Regions from separate parts of the Mus musculus genome. Here region 2 is linked to region 1. Evidence: chromatin contacts called from public HiCAR-type data. All regions are on one chromosome and are shown on one strand. Each heading gives the region's core, a stretch centred on a gene start, on an enhancer-like site or on the middle of the called end of the contact. The rest is flanking DNA. Distances are from core to core; before and after follow the strand shown.

What was found. HiCAR-type assays count read pairs that join an accessible place to other places.
Region 2: a contact with region 1 is called in a HiCAR-type map of astrocytes, with 2.2 times the contacts expected there. The contact joins the promoter of Smarcd2 here to the promoter of Tlk2 in region 1. A contact is called at or near these places in 1 of 484 Hi-C or Micro-C datasets (embryonic stem cells) and 1 of 115 datasets of contacts at active chromatin or transcription factors (astrocytes).

What each region holds. Positions count from the first base shown.
Region 1 is chr11:105,177,913-105,185,675 of GRCm38.p6, reverse strand. It overlaps Tlk2 (tousled-like kinase 2 (Arabidopsis)), which reads right to left and starts at 4,149. Exons shown (of 22, transcript NM_001112705.2): 1 at 3,625-4,149; 2 at 1,382-1,464. The coding sequence starts at 1,462. It overlaps 1700052K11Rik (RIKEN cDNA 1700052K11 gene), which reads left to right and starts at 4,243. Exons shown (of 1, transcript NR_027956.1): 1 at 4,243-6,656.
Region 2 is chr11:106,269,657-106,277,419 of GRCm38.p6, reverse strand. It overlaps Smarcd2 (SWI/SNF related, matrix associated, actin dependent regulator of chromatin, subfamily d, member 2), which reads left to right and starts at 4,448. Exons shown (of 13, transcript NM_001130187.1): 1 at 4,448-4,927. The coding sequence starts at 4,712. It overlaps Tcam1 (testicular cell adhesion molecule 1), which reads right to left and starts at 698. Exons shown (of 8, transcript NM_001379686.1): 1 at 627-698.

The DNA of each region.
Region 1 (7,763 bases), core at 2,900-5,399:
AAGAACTACCAAAGCTCAATACAGAGGTATTATCAACAACACATATACAATGCCCAGTGTACTGTAGGTACTATGTACTTTTCAAGTAAATAAAAACTACCAAGGCAAGCCAGGCGTGGTGGCGCACGCCTTTAATCCCAGCACTCGGGAGGCAGAGGCAGGTGGATCTCTGAGTTCGAGACCAGCCTGGTCTACAAAGTGAGTTCTAGGACAGCCAGGGCTATACAGAGAAACCCTGTCTCGAAAAACCAAAACAAAAAACAAAAAACAACAACAAAAAAAACTACCAAGTTATTCCAAGAAGCTAGGTTTTCCAAGCATAATAAACCTAACATACTCCTCCTTGAGGAAACAACTAGCCAGAGCATGAAATTAATATCATATTCCTGTAAGATATAGCATTTTTTGAAAAAGACAGGAATCCATTATATATATTATACATCAAAATGCAGACATGACTTATCTCACGCTCAAGTAATAAGACAACCTTGGATCATTGGGCAAAGCTCCTAAATAAAACATTATTGACAGACATAATGCACTAAAACCGTCCTGTGAGAACAGAGGGGTAAACAGGCAGGTACCGAAAAACACGGAAGGCCAGAATAGTGTTATCTTATCAACATCCCACCTGCCCAGTGAGGTGGGCTTGATTTCAGTTTACACTTCCACAAAATGGCAACAGTGAGAAGCTAGACAGGCAGTGCAGCAGAGAAGAGCACAGCGCTCTCAGAGGACGAGGGTCAGTTCCCAGGACCCACATGGCAGTTCACCCATCTAAACCCAGTTCCAGAGCATGTGATGCCCCCTTCTGGCCTCTGCAGGCACCAAACATGCACACCAAGTACATACATACTCAGATGCAGGCAAATACTCATAAAATAAGTAAATTAATTAATTAAAAGAAGAAAACCACTAGTAGAAATTAAGAAGAATGAAAAGGCAGTCTGCGGATACAACCAGGAGGACTCTGCCTGCCATCTGCAGATATGGAGAGGTAGCAGACCTCAGCCAATTCATCAGTTCTCCGTCACGTAACCACCCAACAGAGCCAGTGTATGAACGCTATACAATGCCTTTTTCTTCCTGAGTGGCTGAGAAGTTTTAACGGACAATGAAACAGAATCTAGATCCACAATCTTAACAGTAGTCTTGCAGCAAGCCCCTCAGGAAAGCTCTGCCCTTAACAGAAGCACAGTCTCCCAACAAACACTTAAATAGACTACAGGAATGACTGGCGGATTCTCAAAGTTCACTGGACCCCGTGACAAATCTCCCCTGCAACCTATCAGTCTGTTTTCTAGCACAGAAACTCTTCTGTGCAACTCCTAAATGTGTTGAAGTTATCCTCTGAAATGCTCATTATCGCTGAATAACTCACCTTACTTACACCAACTCCAGTGAACCTGGCCTCTAGTAATTCCTGCCTTCGTGGGTCCAGGCTATGCAGTTCTTCCATCATTTCTACAGAAAAAGAAAGAGGGACAAGAAGCCATGAAAACTAACTGAAAAGAAAAAAGTTTTGTGTAAAACAAAACACACAGTAATTTTGTAAACCTCAAGGAAATACACATTCAAGTGCTATAAGTTATCTGATGTCATCAACAGTTATCTAAGATTCCGTAGCAGTTCAAGTTCTCACCTACGAGGATCGTTTCTACTTTTCCTGAATTCTAATTTGGTCTTTATAGGGGGAGGGAGGTATGGAAGTCTACCCCCCGTAATAATCCTAACATTCAAGAGGTATAAGTAGCAGACAGACACAAATTTAAGGGCAGCCTGGTCTACACACAGCAAACTCAAGACCACCTAGGGCTACATAAATTTAAAAAAAAAAATTACAAAAAAAAGTAAATAAAAAGAAATAAAGGGGCTGGTGAGATGGCTCAGTGGGTAAGAGCACCCGACTGCTCTTCCGAAGGTCCAGAGTTCAAATCCCAGCAACCACATGGTGGTTCACAACCATCTGTAACAAGATCTGACACTCCCTCTTCTGGAGTGTCTGAAGACAGCTACAGTGTACTTACATATAATAAATAAATAAATCTTTAAAAAAAAAAAGAAAGAAACTCTTCATATAAACTCTGTAAAAGTTAAGCAGAAGGGTAGAACAAGGGCAAACTTACAAATAGAAAACTCCTGTCAGATACCTTTCAATCTAAGTACTTCTAGAGATTTCTTTCCCAAACACATAAGAACTAGTTAAGCTAAAAATATGAGTCATTTAATAATTTCAAGTGAATCCAGAGTGAATCAGAAGCTGCAAATAACGTCAAGAAGCCCTACTGTATATAGCTCCTTTCTCTGAATAGCTCACAGTAGCTAGTGAAAAATGGAATTCTTTCATGGTAAATGTAATGTAGAACCCAACATAAACCATCAACCTACATTCACTCAGGAAATTGATGTAACTGTAACAATTCCTTTACAAAATCTTTTTCTGACCACTCCATGGAACAGTAGTTTCCTCTCCACTCTGGGTACCTGCTTGCACTCCTCCCAAACAGGGAGGAGCAGGAGGGCACCATTTTTAAACTCTTTTCCTGACCAATTAATGTAGATGCTATGAGCAAGTTTGTCCATCCGATGGGAGAAAGTACTCTTGCATCATCCATTAAAAAGTTCTTCAATATTGAGAATAGAAAAAGAGCATGCATCATAACATAGGAACCCTTCAAACATTCTAGTATTCCAGAGTTACTGGAGGCACTCCTGGAGTGATTGGCAGAAATTTGTATTAAAGTTCACTGAAAAAGGAATCAAACCTTCTCTGCAATCTAACAGCTCCATAATTTCCAGTAACATCCCCTACACCCGTCCTAACTTTCATTTCCCTTCCTGGACTGAATGCCTGGAGCAAAGGGGAATGAAAAGGTGACGAATTCAAGTTTCACTCACACACACAAGTAAGGAATTAGGAAACTGTTAGAATGGTAGAAAGGCATCTTAAAAAAAAAAAAAAAAGACTGAGAAGAAAACCGAGTTTTCCCTAAGTAGGTAGGTGGCCTTGCTCACTACTTGTCCTGCCCTAATAATCGAGGTCGGAAAGGCAGAGGTTACAATGCAGTCTCTCCCCAATCCCAAGGTCTCTGGAAACATTTCCCAACCCTCCATCCCCAGGCCTGGCCCAGAAAATGAGGCCCTAGCAGTTACCCCATTTAATGTCAACTCATGATCAGAAAATACCCACCCCATCTCTTTCCAGAGGGGCTTTGGACCGGGATCCTCCCAATGGCCCCAAGCCGGGAAGCAGGACCGATGGGGCCTGGTCCCGGCGCCCCTCGCCGGCTCCAAACTTTCCCCAACTCCGGGCCCACCTGTCACGGACGGAGCGAGGGACAGCTCTCGGGGGCGCCCCGTAGGCTGCCGAGGCCTCCAGCTCCCCGGAGTCGCCTCTCCCGGCAGGCCGACCGCCACACTCCCAGGCCTGGGCCTGGTCCATCTTCGGCCCGGCCCCTCGGCGACCCCGCAGCCCTCGGGGAGCACCTCCCGCCTCGGCGCCCAGGAGCTGCGGCACGACGCCGGCCCGGGTCGCAGCCTCCTCGGGCCCTGGAGTGGGGCCCCCGGGACGGTTAATACCCCAGGCCCCGGCGCCCTTCCACGTCCAGGGGCTGAGCTTCTCACCTGCCGCCGCTGCCGCTCCACTCTCCTCTCGGGAGGGGCCCCGACCCGACCCGGCTGCTGACCGCTCCGCTCTCCCCCTGGGCAGGCCCGGGGCGGAGCCGGGGCCTCTCCTGAGCGCCGCAACCCCCCGCCCGGGCAGCCGCCGGCGGCGCCGGGCTCCACGACAGGGCGGGCGGGGGAGGGGGGCCACGGAGGCCGCAGATCCCCGAGCTCGCGTACGGAGCCAGGCGGCTGACGCGGGCCCGGGCCCGGGCGGCCGCCGGGGGGCGCGGGGCCGGCCTCCTGGCGCCGGACAAAGGCCAAGGGAGGCGCAGAAGGGTCTGGGTCGGGCCGAGAAGTGGGGGCCCGCTCGGCTGGGGGCCACTCGGGTGCGGCGCGGAGGGCGGGATGGGGGGGGGGTCGGAACCGCTAGTGCCCAGGACCCGCCTCCGGCCCCTTAATCCGGATCGGTTCGGTCCGGATTAGTAGTGATCGGTGTAAACACACTAGTGAAACCGCGTGTTTCCTCGCGAGATTTGCACGGCTGGGAGGCACGGGGGGGGGGTGTTCCTGGGGTGGGGGGGAGGTAGTGCCGGCCGTGGGGGAGGGGACGGGAAAGGTGTTGGGGGGAGGGTCGCTGCTGCCCCCGGAGCTCCGCCTCCTCCAATCAGCGGCCGCGCTGGCGGGCAGGGGTTAACCAGGGGACCCCGCACCGGCGGAACAGGCCGCGCCTGACAGGGCTGCTGAGGGCGGGCGGCTGGCGGCGCTTGCGGCCCCGCCTGCGACGTGAGGGGTGGTTGGTCGGCTCGGGGGCGCCGGGTAAGCGGCCGGGGCCGGAGCCTCGGGAGCCCGCCTTTGTGGAGACAGAGTCGGAGGCCGACGGTTGGGCTGCGCCTCAGGCCGCGGAGCAGCGTCGGAGCGGCGACCCGGCGGGACTGCCGCGCTCGCCCTGCCTCTCATCTACACACATTTTTTGGGGTGAGGAAAGAGGTTGCTCTGCCCAGCGATGGATCCGAGGAGAGAGCCCGGGAGCGGGGCAAGGGGTGTCACTGAGTTCGCGGTGCCCACCCGATGTCCGCCAGCCGGCCATCCCCCGCAGCCATGGTCCACGTCCCCAGACCCCACGCCACGCCACGCCACGCCACAGGCACGGAAAGCCGGCCGGCGGCTCTCGCCTTCCACGTACCTGACTGGCCTGGCGTCTCCAGGGACAAAGGTGTCCTGGGATCACAGCCGAGCCCTCACCAGCATGCCCCCCTCCAGAGCGGAGGTCGCTACCCGCCCCCCGGGGAACTCTCTCAAAGCACCTAGGGGGAGGTTCCATCTTAACCTCCGGTGACAAGATGGCCCTCCTGGGGTGCTGGGGGCCTGCTCTTCAGAGTGTCTGCTGAGAGGGTGAGCGCCTGCGACAGGAGGGCTTTCCTGCATGGGAAAGGGTTCCACCTCTGACCCCAGCGCCAAAGGGGGAAAAAGTCACTTTCTTCACCTAGTTTCACGAGCCAAGACACGGACTTCAAAGTAACGACTCAGCTTTTTGTTTTCTTCTGATGCTTCCTTGACCAGATGTCTGAACGTGTCTGAAGGACTACAAGGGAATCACAAGAGAAACATTCAAGCTTTTACACAGCCGGCTTGAACTTTTCCAGGCGTTGGCAAGTACTCCAAAGTAGAATTCTGTTATTATTAATTTTTCCACATATTGACTGGACAGAGACCTGCCAAATGGGCAAAGGATGATAATTCCTTTTTGTACATTCTCCATCCTTCAGAACTCAAGTAGAAAAACTCAAATTGGGAGTCATCTTCCAGATCCCAGGCTGCTTGGAAAGATGAACGTTTTGAAGGGAAGAGGGGAAGAGCAAGTCAGGAGCAAAGGGTAGGGAAAGGGGGCAAGGAGGAGCCCCCAGAATGCAGTCAGTCTCAAGCATGAAAATGATGAACAAAAGGAGTGCACTGTGGCTCCTCAAGTCTGCACAGTGGGAAAACAAAGACAGTTCTTTGATTATAGTGAGATCAAGAAAATAACACCCACATTCCCATAACTTGGGAGACTGAGATGAAACAAGATTGCCAGCCTGGGTATCTTAAGACCAAAAGAAAGGGGCCTGGAGAGATGACTCCGTGGTTAAGATTGGCACTGTTCTTGGGTTTGCTCCAAAACATCTACACCCGTAAGGCTTCCATGGACAGTGCGTTCATGTGCACACACAGACATAATTAAAAATAAATCTGAAAAGAATATGGCCTGCAACTGACTATGCAGCATGGGCTGGCCTTAGGTGGTGGGTCCTTCGACCTCTTTCAGAGTTCTGGGATTACAGGCATGCAGCCACTATACACAGCCTAAAAATAACTCCTTAAATAACACTAGAGTGTCATAAATTAGGAGAGGAGACCAGAAGAGAAAGAGAAATGGACAGTTGAAACTGAGTTCTTCCAGCTGGTCCACAAACAAGTTGTCTGGGCCAATTATCTAATCGTTTCAAGTTTCACCAACCTTGTGCTAGAGCTAGAGGATTCCCAGTGCCCTTTCTAGACCACAGGTCCCATTTTCAGCTTTTTGTTTTGATAAAAGGTCTAATGTATAGCTGAGGCTAACCTAGATCTCCCACTGGCTGAAGATACTGTCAAACTTCTGGTCCTCCTGCTCCTGCTTTCCAAGAGCTAGGATTAATTATAAGCTAGGCAAGCAGTCTACCAACTGAACTACATTCCAAGCACACAGACTCACCTTTATCTGTTTTCAGAGAGTCTCACTATGTAGCCAAGATTGTTCTAAATTCTCAGTCCTTTTGTCCCAGGCCCTAGGAGCTGGCAGTATAGGCATATGCCCTGATGCCTGTTTCCTGAGTGCAGTTTTAAAGGAACCATTTGAAGACAGATGAAATTTTTAGTTTCACCTTTTTGGGGGGGAAGATGGGGGGTCAAGACAGGGTTTCTCTGTGTAGCCCTGGCTGTCCTGAAACTCATAGAGATCCGCCTGCCTCTGCCTCCCGAGAGCTGGGATTAAAGGCGAATGCCACCACTGCCCAGCAATTTTAATTTTCTATAAATGAAGCTTTATGTCTTTTTTTTCCTGCTATTTTGTGTGAGTTCTTCATGGATTCTCCCTCTGTTTCCTAACAGTAGGATCTTTTCTGGCTCAGCTTAGCTTCCCTGGCTCACCAGCCTTTCTTTTCACTGTTCATTCTCTTCACCAACTGCCTTCTCCTCTCTAGTCCTTCTCAGTCTCCTTTCTTCTGTACCAACTGTCTTCTCTAACCCTACTCTCTGACCCTTCTCTCTTCCTACTCCTCTGACTCTTGGACCCTACTCTCTGTCTCCTGAAGTCCAAGAGTTAACTGACACAAAAGGTCATAGGGTCAAGCAGTTCTAACGGCTAAGCATTTCCAAAGAGTCAGTTGACTAGCCATTGGGGATCCTTTAAAGGGCCAGGCACACAAAATAAATCGTACTACATATAGGTGTCAAGGAAAGTCATACCACCCAAGTGTGCTCACTCTAGGCTTAACAGCTGTTCCAATAGAAACTACTTAGAAAAATTGGAGACTTTCTTATTTTAAGCATCATATAATTCAAAATATACTAGCCAGGCCTAGTGGCGCATGCCTCTGATGCCAAGCACTCAAGAGGCAGAGACAGATCTTTGAGTTTGAGGCCAGCCTTAACTATATATAGCTCCAGGACTACACAAAGAAGCTCTGGCTCAAAAAAAATATAATAAAAATAACAGGCAAGAAAATAGATTTTTCTCAGAAAAATTTTTGTAACATTTATAACCTTGGTTTCAGGGATCAATTTATGTAAACAGTGTTTGGTCATGTGAAGTAGCCTGTTTGAGAATGGCAAGTGATGCTATGTCCTGTATAAGAATCCAGTTCCCATCAGCTATGAAAAACTTAAACATAGATGGAACCAGATTTTGGTTTTAGAGAAATAAAGGAAAAGTTTTCCAAATTCATGTTAAAGTCAGAGAATCACACATCCCCTGGTCATACTCGAGACTAGCTGTAGTTTTCTCCACAGTGTGTTGTGCTGATTTCTCTGTAGGTTAATAATGAATCAAAGGGCCTGGCGTGGTGGCGCAGGCCTTTAATCCCAGCACTTGAGAGGCAGAGGCAGGCGGATTTCTGAGTTCGAGGCCAGCCTGGTCTACAAAG
Region 2 (7,763 bases), core at 3,199-5,698, 1.1 Mb before region 1:
ATTTTTCCAAGTTTCCGCTGTGCCTCTCTTCCCTGAACTAAAAGGCTGTGTCCGGCCAGGCATGGTGGCACATGCCTTTAACCCCAGCACTTGGGAGGCAGAGGCAGGCGGATTTCTGAGTTTGAGGTCAGCCTGGTCTACAAAGTGAGTTCCAAGATAGCCAAGGCTACACAGAGAAACCCTGTCTCGAAAAACCAAAACCAAAACCAAAAAAAAAAAAAAAAAGAAAGAAAAAAAGAAAAAGAAAAAAGGCTGTGTCTGTCTTCCTTGCACTATAAACACCATGAAGGAAGGGTCCCTTGTTTTAGCCACTGATGGGTTCCTACAGACTGGAACGGTTATAGCAATTACCAATGGTGGAACCAAAGGAAATATAAACTAATACTTGTGGGAAGGAACACTTGGATGGGGGATCAAAAGGCCAGCCTTCGCTGGGAAAGTGGCGTGCATACAGTTGAGTCTGAAGGCATTTAACGGCAGTATTTAAAACACTTGGAAATAGATGGGAACCAAATACTTCCAGGCGTGTTGGCTAACTCCCCCACCTGCTAGCTGATCCTCTCCTGGATTTCACAAGTACAAACCGACATAAATCCAAGCAAACCAAATAGGACCCAAATCCTCACTGAGTCAAAGCGGTCGTCTTGCCCCTCTTGCCTCACTGCCGAACCTTCCTCGATGCTTGGGGACCTCAGACTGAACAGCGACATCGCCAACGCGCTCGAAACCACCACGTGCGGCAACCGTTGAGTCCGTGCTCCTGTAAGGGGCGCTGTGCGCCTGTGCTGCGCCGAAGTCCCCTGATCTGCCCAGAAACTCGTGACGCTTACTCTGCCTCTTAACAGGATTGGCTGAGAGGAGAAGCGTGAACAAATAGCTTAAAAAGCTGGGTGCTTCGGAAGAAGAGTAGGGAAGCCATCTCCTGCTTCGAAAGGAGTGCGGATTTGTCTCTAGACAATCGCTACTGAGCGAGGCTTGGTGATGCAGACCCATAACCCTTGCTTATGGGAGCTGGTGGCAAGAGAAATACCAGTGCAAGGTCATGCCTTGATACTTGGGCTGTTGGTAGACAATAAGCTAGGTGGGGACAGACAGTAAAGTCAACCATGCCGCACTAAGCTCTTTAGACAGGCTTTCCCAAAAGTTACCGGCGTTTAGACTATGTAGAGCGGTGGGGTCCTTTACAGGCAATCCTGCGATCGCGTGATACAGCAAAGCAGGGCTGTTCCCAAAGTCGGGATGGAAGGGAAGGTGGAAGCGCCTCTCCTATCTCAGACTCAGCTCAGAGTCCCTGAGAGTTCTGAGAAGCCCAGAGAGCTACATTCTGAAGTCCCCTGATGAAGATAAGTGAGGACACTCGGGTTCGTGGATGGAAGTGTTCTGATTTGCTTTCTCGGGGAAAAGAAATGCCAGAGGATTGGCTAGGGTGGCCCATGCAGGAAGCCAGTTGGATGGGGTGGAAGACATGCTGAGGAGCTAGGAAAGATTTGGGAAAACAGAAGTACGTGATTCAGAATGGGGGTGGGGGTGGAAGATGACGGTGGTGTCGAGAAAGAGAAAGCTCTAAGCTGTTGTCACCACCTTGCCTTTTACCCCTAGCATGGACTCTAACCCTTCGAAACCATAAGGCCAATTAAATGGGTTTTGTTTGTTTGTTTGTTTTTAAAGACGGGGTGTCTTTGTGCAACACGGCTTTGTAGACCAGGCTGGCCTTGAGCTCACAGAGATCCACTTGCCTCTGTCTCTTGAGTGCTGGGACCAAAAGTCTGCACCCCCCACATGCAGTTTAAGTGTTTCCTTTTCTAAATTGCTTTGGTCATCACATTTTGTCACAGCAATAGAAAAATAGCCAATATCACCGGAAAACAGCTTTAATGTATGAGCTATGTCTCCATCCCTGCAGCATCCTTTTTACTGACCATGTAACACTGTTTCATGTGCATTATCTGATTCTCTGTTGTCAGACACTGATGCTGTTACATGATATAAAGAAAACACTAGGACCATAACAGCAAGCCTTGGCTCTACAGAGCAGCAAGTCAAACTTGGCTGACCCCACAGAAGATTCACAGGCCAGTTCATGCAGGCTTAGCTTTCCTGCTCTTTGAACAAAGGAGCCCCTCCCCCACCTTCTGGAGACAGGATCTTATTATGTACACTGTAGCCAATAATGAAACTGACCTTCCACTTCTCTGGCCTTCACCTCCCAAGTGCTGAGATTACAGGCATGCATGACCACACCCAGCTTTATGTGGTGCTAGGGATGGGAGGCAGGGCTCCACGCATGCTAGGCGAGCACACTGCCAACGCCGTTATATTCCCCAGTCCAGAGCAAAGAAGCCGATATGACACGCTAGCTTAGGAGTAGAAGAAAACATCTGGCAAACACTGATGGCAGAACCCAAGCAAAGCTGTAAACGTTACAAGTCATTTTTTCCTTCCAAAAGAGCCTTTCCAGACTTCATAAGCTCCTCTTTGCCAAGCCTTTGTCACTGCAGCCCCAGAAGCCAATTAAATGAAGTTTCTTGGGATGTTCCAGGATGGGAAGCTGAGCTCCTAGGACCTAATTCCATGTTCTTTTACATCAGCTCTGGTCCCTCCACTGTCTGCAGATTCTATACTTTAGATTGCCTGTTAGATTATGTATGTAAAGACTGTGATCACAGAAGAGTTGTGTGTGTGTGTGTGTGTGTGTGTGTGTGTGTTTGTGCACTTTCAGGGCTTTAATTTTCAAATGGCTTCCACTAAACAGGTGCTCTGAACCAAAGTCACTTGAAGGTGCCTTTCTGGAGACAGACCCCCCTCCCCCATTCTCTCTGCCCAGGAGGTCTAGTTCTTAGGTAACTGAGCCTTCACTCTGCCCAGACAGTCTTAGGTAACTGATCCAGACCTTACTTTTCATATAAGTAATTCATGCTGGCTTTGGTCTCGAGACCCTGCTTCCCTGACATTTTTGGGACCTGCTACCATCTCTGAAAGCTCAAAAGCTTTGTGGCACACAAGTGAGATCAACCCACCTACAGGACAACTCTTTATTGGACAAGTTAACAAAAGCAGTTTAGTCAAAAGACCAAAGCCTATGTCATCTTTGGCCAGCCTGGTCTACAGACCTAGTTCCAGGACATCCAGGGCTGCACAAAGAAATCCTATCTTGAAAAACCAAAAAAGAAATACAGAATCTTGTACCCTGCCCCCATTTCATTGAACCATAAACCACATTTTAACAAAAAGCTCGGCTTTCTTCTGATATAGGGTCTCCTGTAGAATCAACTGGTGATGCAGCTGAGAACCATCCTGAACTTCTGGCCCACCTGCCTCCTCCTGTGTGCTGGGATTTTGAGGATGCACCACCATGTAGTTGATGCAGTCTGGGGTTCAAGCCCAGGGCTTTGTGCACGCTATAACCTGAGTTACACCCCCAACCTGATTCTGAGGATTTTCAGTGCCTAGTTAAGTAGCACTATTCTATACCGTGGGTAGGAGATACCACATTGACAGAGGGTAGGTCTATAACATAGCCGAAGCCAGTGGTTTCTGAAAAGGTTCTCAACTTTTCTTTTCTTTTTTGGTTTTTCGAGACGGGGTTTCTCTGTGTAGTCCTGACTGTCCTAAAACTCACTTTGTAGACCAGGCTGGCCTTGAACTCAGAAATCCACCTGCCTCCGCCTCCCAAGTGCTGGGATTAAAGGCGTTTGCCACCACGCCCGGCTGATTCTCAACTTTTCAAAACTAAGTCCTATACAAACTGGATAAAACTTATTTCAGTACCTGGAGTTCTCTCAGCATGCAAAATCCCTTCACCTAAAAACATTTTCTGCGAATTACCAGGCTTCCTTAAAGAAAGGCACGGGCAAGTTAGTGCAGTTAAGTACTCGGAGTTGGGCCAAGCCAAGCTTTCACTCAGCTGGGTCACGTCTGGGGCCGCCCATGTCCTTGGAAGCGCGGAGCAACCAATACAGGCTTCTGGGGGTAGATGGGTGGGTGGGTGTGGGGTGCCTTATGCCACCGGCCCCGAGATGGGCTCTTAAAAAGTGGTTGGCGGCTTTCCCGCCGCGGATCGCTTATTTTTAAGGCTTGAAGACGCAGAATTGACGGAACTGTTTTGGATGGGCCATATCGGGGATCTCGCCGAGGCAGCAGCACTACGGAGCAAACAGCAAACACCTAACAGTTCGGACGGCCCTACGCGACCTTCGAACTCTGACCCCACGCCTTTCTCCTCCGCGCTTCCGCGTGCAGCTTCCGCTCCCGCTCCTCCGGGAAAAGGCCGCCTCCCCCAAGGGCGGGGCTCTAAGGCCGTCAGTTATGGGAGGTGCTGGTTTGAGGCGGGTCTCGCGAGGGCGGGATTTAAAGAGGCATTCTCGATTGGGTTGCCGGGCAGGGGCGGGGCCTGCAGGGTCTAGGTTGGGCGGGGCTGGGAGTTCGTAACCGCCTCTGGGTAACTGGACTCCGGCGATCAAACCTCCGGAGGCCGGGAGAGGCCTGCGGGCTCGCGGCACATCCCGGATCTGGAGTATCCCTGGCAGGAGCGGAGTCAGAGGGGCCGCGGGATCCTAAAGCCGGGCTGCAAAGAACTTGCGAACTTGGAGTAGAAGATCCCGGAACCCGGTAGTAAAATCGGGAAGTCCCGGATCGCGGAACGTAGCTCGCGGAGCGGACTCAACACGGAGACCGGAGGCCGGATCGCTGCACCGCGGGACGGGACAGAGTGATGTCCGGCCGTGGCGCGGGCGGGTTCCCGCTGCCTCCGCTGAGCCCCGGCGGCGGCGCCGTTGCCGCGGCCCTTGGTGCGCCGCCTCCGCCTGCGGGACCCGGAATGCTGCCCAGCCCGGCGCTCAGGGGCCCGGGGCCTTCTGGAGGCATGGGGGTACCGGGGGCCGCCGCCTTCCGCCCCATGGGCCCCGCTGGCCCCGCGGCGCAGTACCAGGTGAGGAGGGCAGGCGAGCGGCGCCGCGAGGGCGCTGTGTCGGTCTCCCTGGGGCCTCAGGTGAGGACAGGCGGCCCAGGGGACACTGCAGGAGGAACTGTCGAGGGCTGGTGGCGGGCAGGCCAGAGTCCCTTGGTTAGTGGCTCGGGGTTGGAGGCAGTGTTGGGGAAAGGGTGAAAGCCCTCTGCGGTGGAGGGCTTGAGCAGTTAGAGGAGTCCCGGGGCTTCTTGGCTCCGAGTAACTTAGAGATGGAGGCTTCGTGAGATCTAGAGAATTGTGGGCAATCAGGTTGAAAGTGTAAGACAGGTCCCGGAGTGGAGGTGAGGGAGTGACCCGGGATGTGGTGAGGAAAATTTGGAAGAGGGTCGTTAGTGAGAAAACAGGGTTACTCTTTCTTTGGCCTCGGTCCCACTGCATCTCTGCCTTGGCTTTCTTTCTTTCTTTTTTTTTTTTTTTTTCTTCCTAGTTGGGAACTGGCAGAGCGTTAGTATGTCTGAGATGGCTCCCAGCTGCTCAAGTTGAGGAGGAAGGAAGCCAGGCTTCCTACGAAATGGGAGACTAAAGAGATTGGGCCCAGATAACTCCAGGATAGATTAGAAATAGCTGTGTCCAGGTCTGAAGAAGGCCCGATCCCATTAACAGACCATTCAAGATATCCTCTGTACGGGGCTTTCCTTCTTGATGCCAGTGTCCAGTAAAGTTTGGAGGAGCAGGGAGGCTTTGTGGAGTCCTGCTGGTCTTGGGCTGCACAGGGTACTGCCCTGACCCTTCTGTCTTGGCAGAGAGCTGTCTCAGGTTGCAGCATCAAAGGCCATTGACAAGCAGAGACAGGACCCGTGGTCAGTGCATTGGGAACTCAGCCTGATTCTGCATGTGGCGCTCCTCATTCCCCAGAGCTCTGGTTCAAGTGGCTCCAGAATGTTTGGGAATTTTGTTTTGCTTTTGCATTTTGGTGCTGAGCATGGAATCCAGGCAGGGCTTTGCACGTGGCAGACGATTGCTGTATCAGGGAGCTGCACCTCCTTTCCTGGGGATTGTGCCCATCCTTCTCCCACATCCTTGTCACTTTTGTTACTTGCTTTTTGATACAGGGTCTCATATAGTCCAGGCTGGCTGTGTAGCCAAAGCCCACCTTGAACTCTTTTCTCTCAAGTGTCTGGCATTACAGTCACACACTATCACGCCCAACCTCTCTTTCCTTATCCCTCAGGTTCCTGACAAGGCCATATGTCTCTCAACCTATGTGCCAGAGAGGTGAGAGGTGTGCACTGTAGCTTGCTCTGTCCCCTGCTGGTGTCTCTAGGTAGAAGTCTCAGAAATAGATCTTCATGATGTATGCATATTCCACCCAGGAATCAGATTTCTTTTTTTTTTTTTAAAGATTCATTTATTTATTATATGTAAGCACACTGTGGCTGTCTTCAGACACACCAGAAGAGGGCATCGGATTTCGTTACAGATGGTTGTGAGCCACCATGTGGTTGCTGGGATTTGAACTCGGGACCTTTGGAAGAGCAGTCGGCGCTCTTAATCACTGAGCCATCTCTCCAGCCCAGGAATCAGATACCCAGGAGATACCTAACTGGGGGTCGGAGTGGGGATAAGTGACCCCCTTCATTTCAACTCCTATCTAAAAAGAAAATGACGAGTTTGGGTATAAACAGAGATAGACGTGGTTCCAAGGATACTAGCGGGGTTTATCTTTCCCATGTGGCTTTCTTTGGAGATTCATGGGCCTAGTATATCACTGATGAGTCTCTGCGTCAGCCCTTGGCTCTGCTTGTTTAGAGCTGGTCTGGAAGCTTCCTACAGGCACTGGGGATGTCTGTTTGGTTGGTTGGTTTTCCAAGTCTCTCTATATAGTCCTGGCTGTCCTGTAACTCACTATGTAGACCCATTTCCTTGGAAAGCAGCTGATAGAGAACATGCCATTGGGAAAGCCCCTGTTGAAGACTGGAAGATGGATTCCTGCATATTTTGTAGAGTAGCCTTGGGTCTATGCTGAGGCCAGGCTGGCCAGCCAAATGGCTGCGGCTGCTAGTTGTGAGAAAGGAGATAGCCTTGAATCTGGGCATCCCATACCAACTATGTTTCCTCTCCCCCTCCTCCTCCTCCTCCTCTTCCTCCTCCTCCTCCTCCTCTTCTTCTTCCTCTTCCTCCTCCAGGGAAAGGCAGGGGAAAGGAGGGAAGGAGAACCCAGTTAGCATTGGTTGAGTTTGAAGGAGATCCCGCTTGCTTCTTCCCATGTCCAACTTCCAGCAAGTCTTGGGATCTGAGGCCAGAGGGGCTCCTGGTTAGAGTTCTTGGGGTGAGCAGACTTGTGTGCTCAAGATGAGCATATTGGGGAGCCTGCTGAAGTAAATTGATAGCCCACCTAACTCTAGAGGCTTTTTCTAGTTTTGGAGTATAGTTACCCTGAAGAGCTTAACAAAACCTAGTGTGCATTATTGCAGGGTTCACTCAGCTCAGAGTTTAAAATACCTCTGTTCATAGGGTCAGGGTATGTCCTCCAAATGAGGCTCTTAGGTTCAGGCAGCTATCAGAAGGACCAGGGCTACAGATTTGGAGGAGAGCAGAGCATGTTTTGTTTTGTTTTGTTTTGTTTGTTTGTTTTTTTTATTTTTTTGTTTTTTGTTTTTTTTTGTTTTTGGTTTTTCGAGACAGGGTTTCTCTGTATAGCCCTGGCTGTCCTGGAACTCACTTTGTAGACCAGGCTGGCCTCGAACTCAGAAATCCGCCTGCCTCTGCTCCCGAGTGCTGGGATTAAAGGCGTGTACCACCATGCCCGGCAGAGCATGCTTACTTGAGCCCTACATTTTTTTTCTTTAAAAAAAAA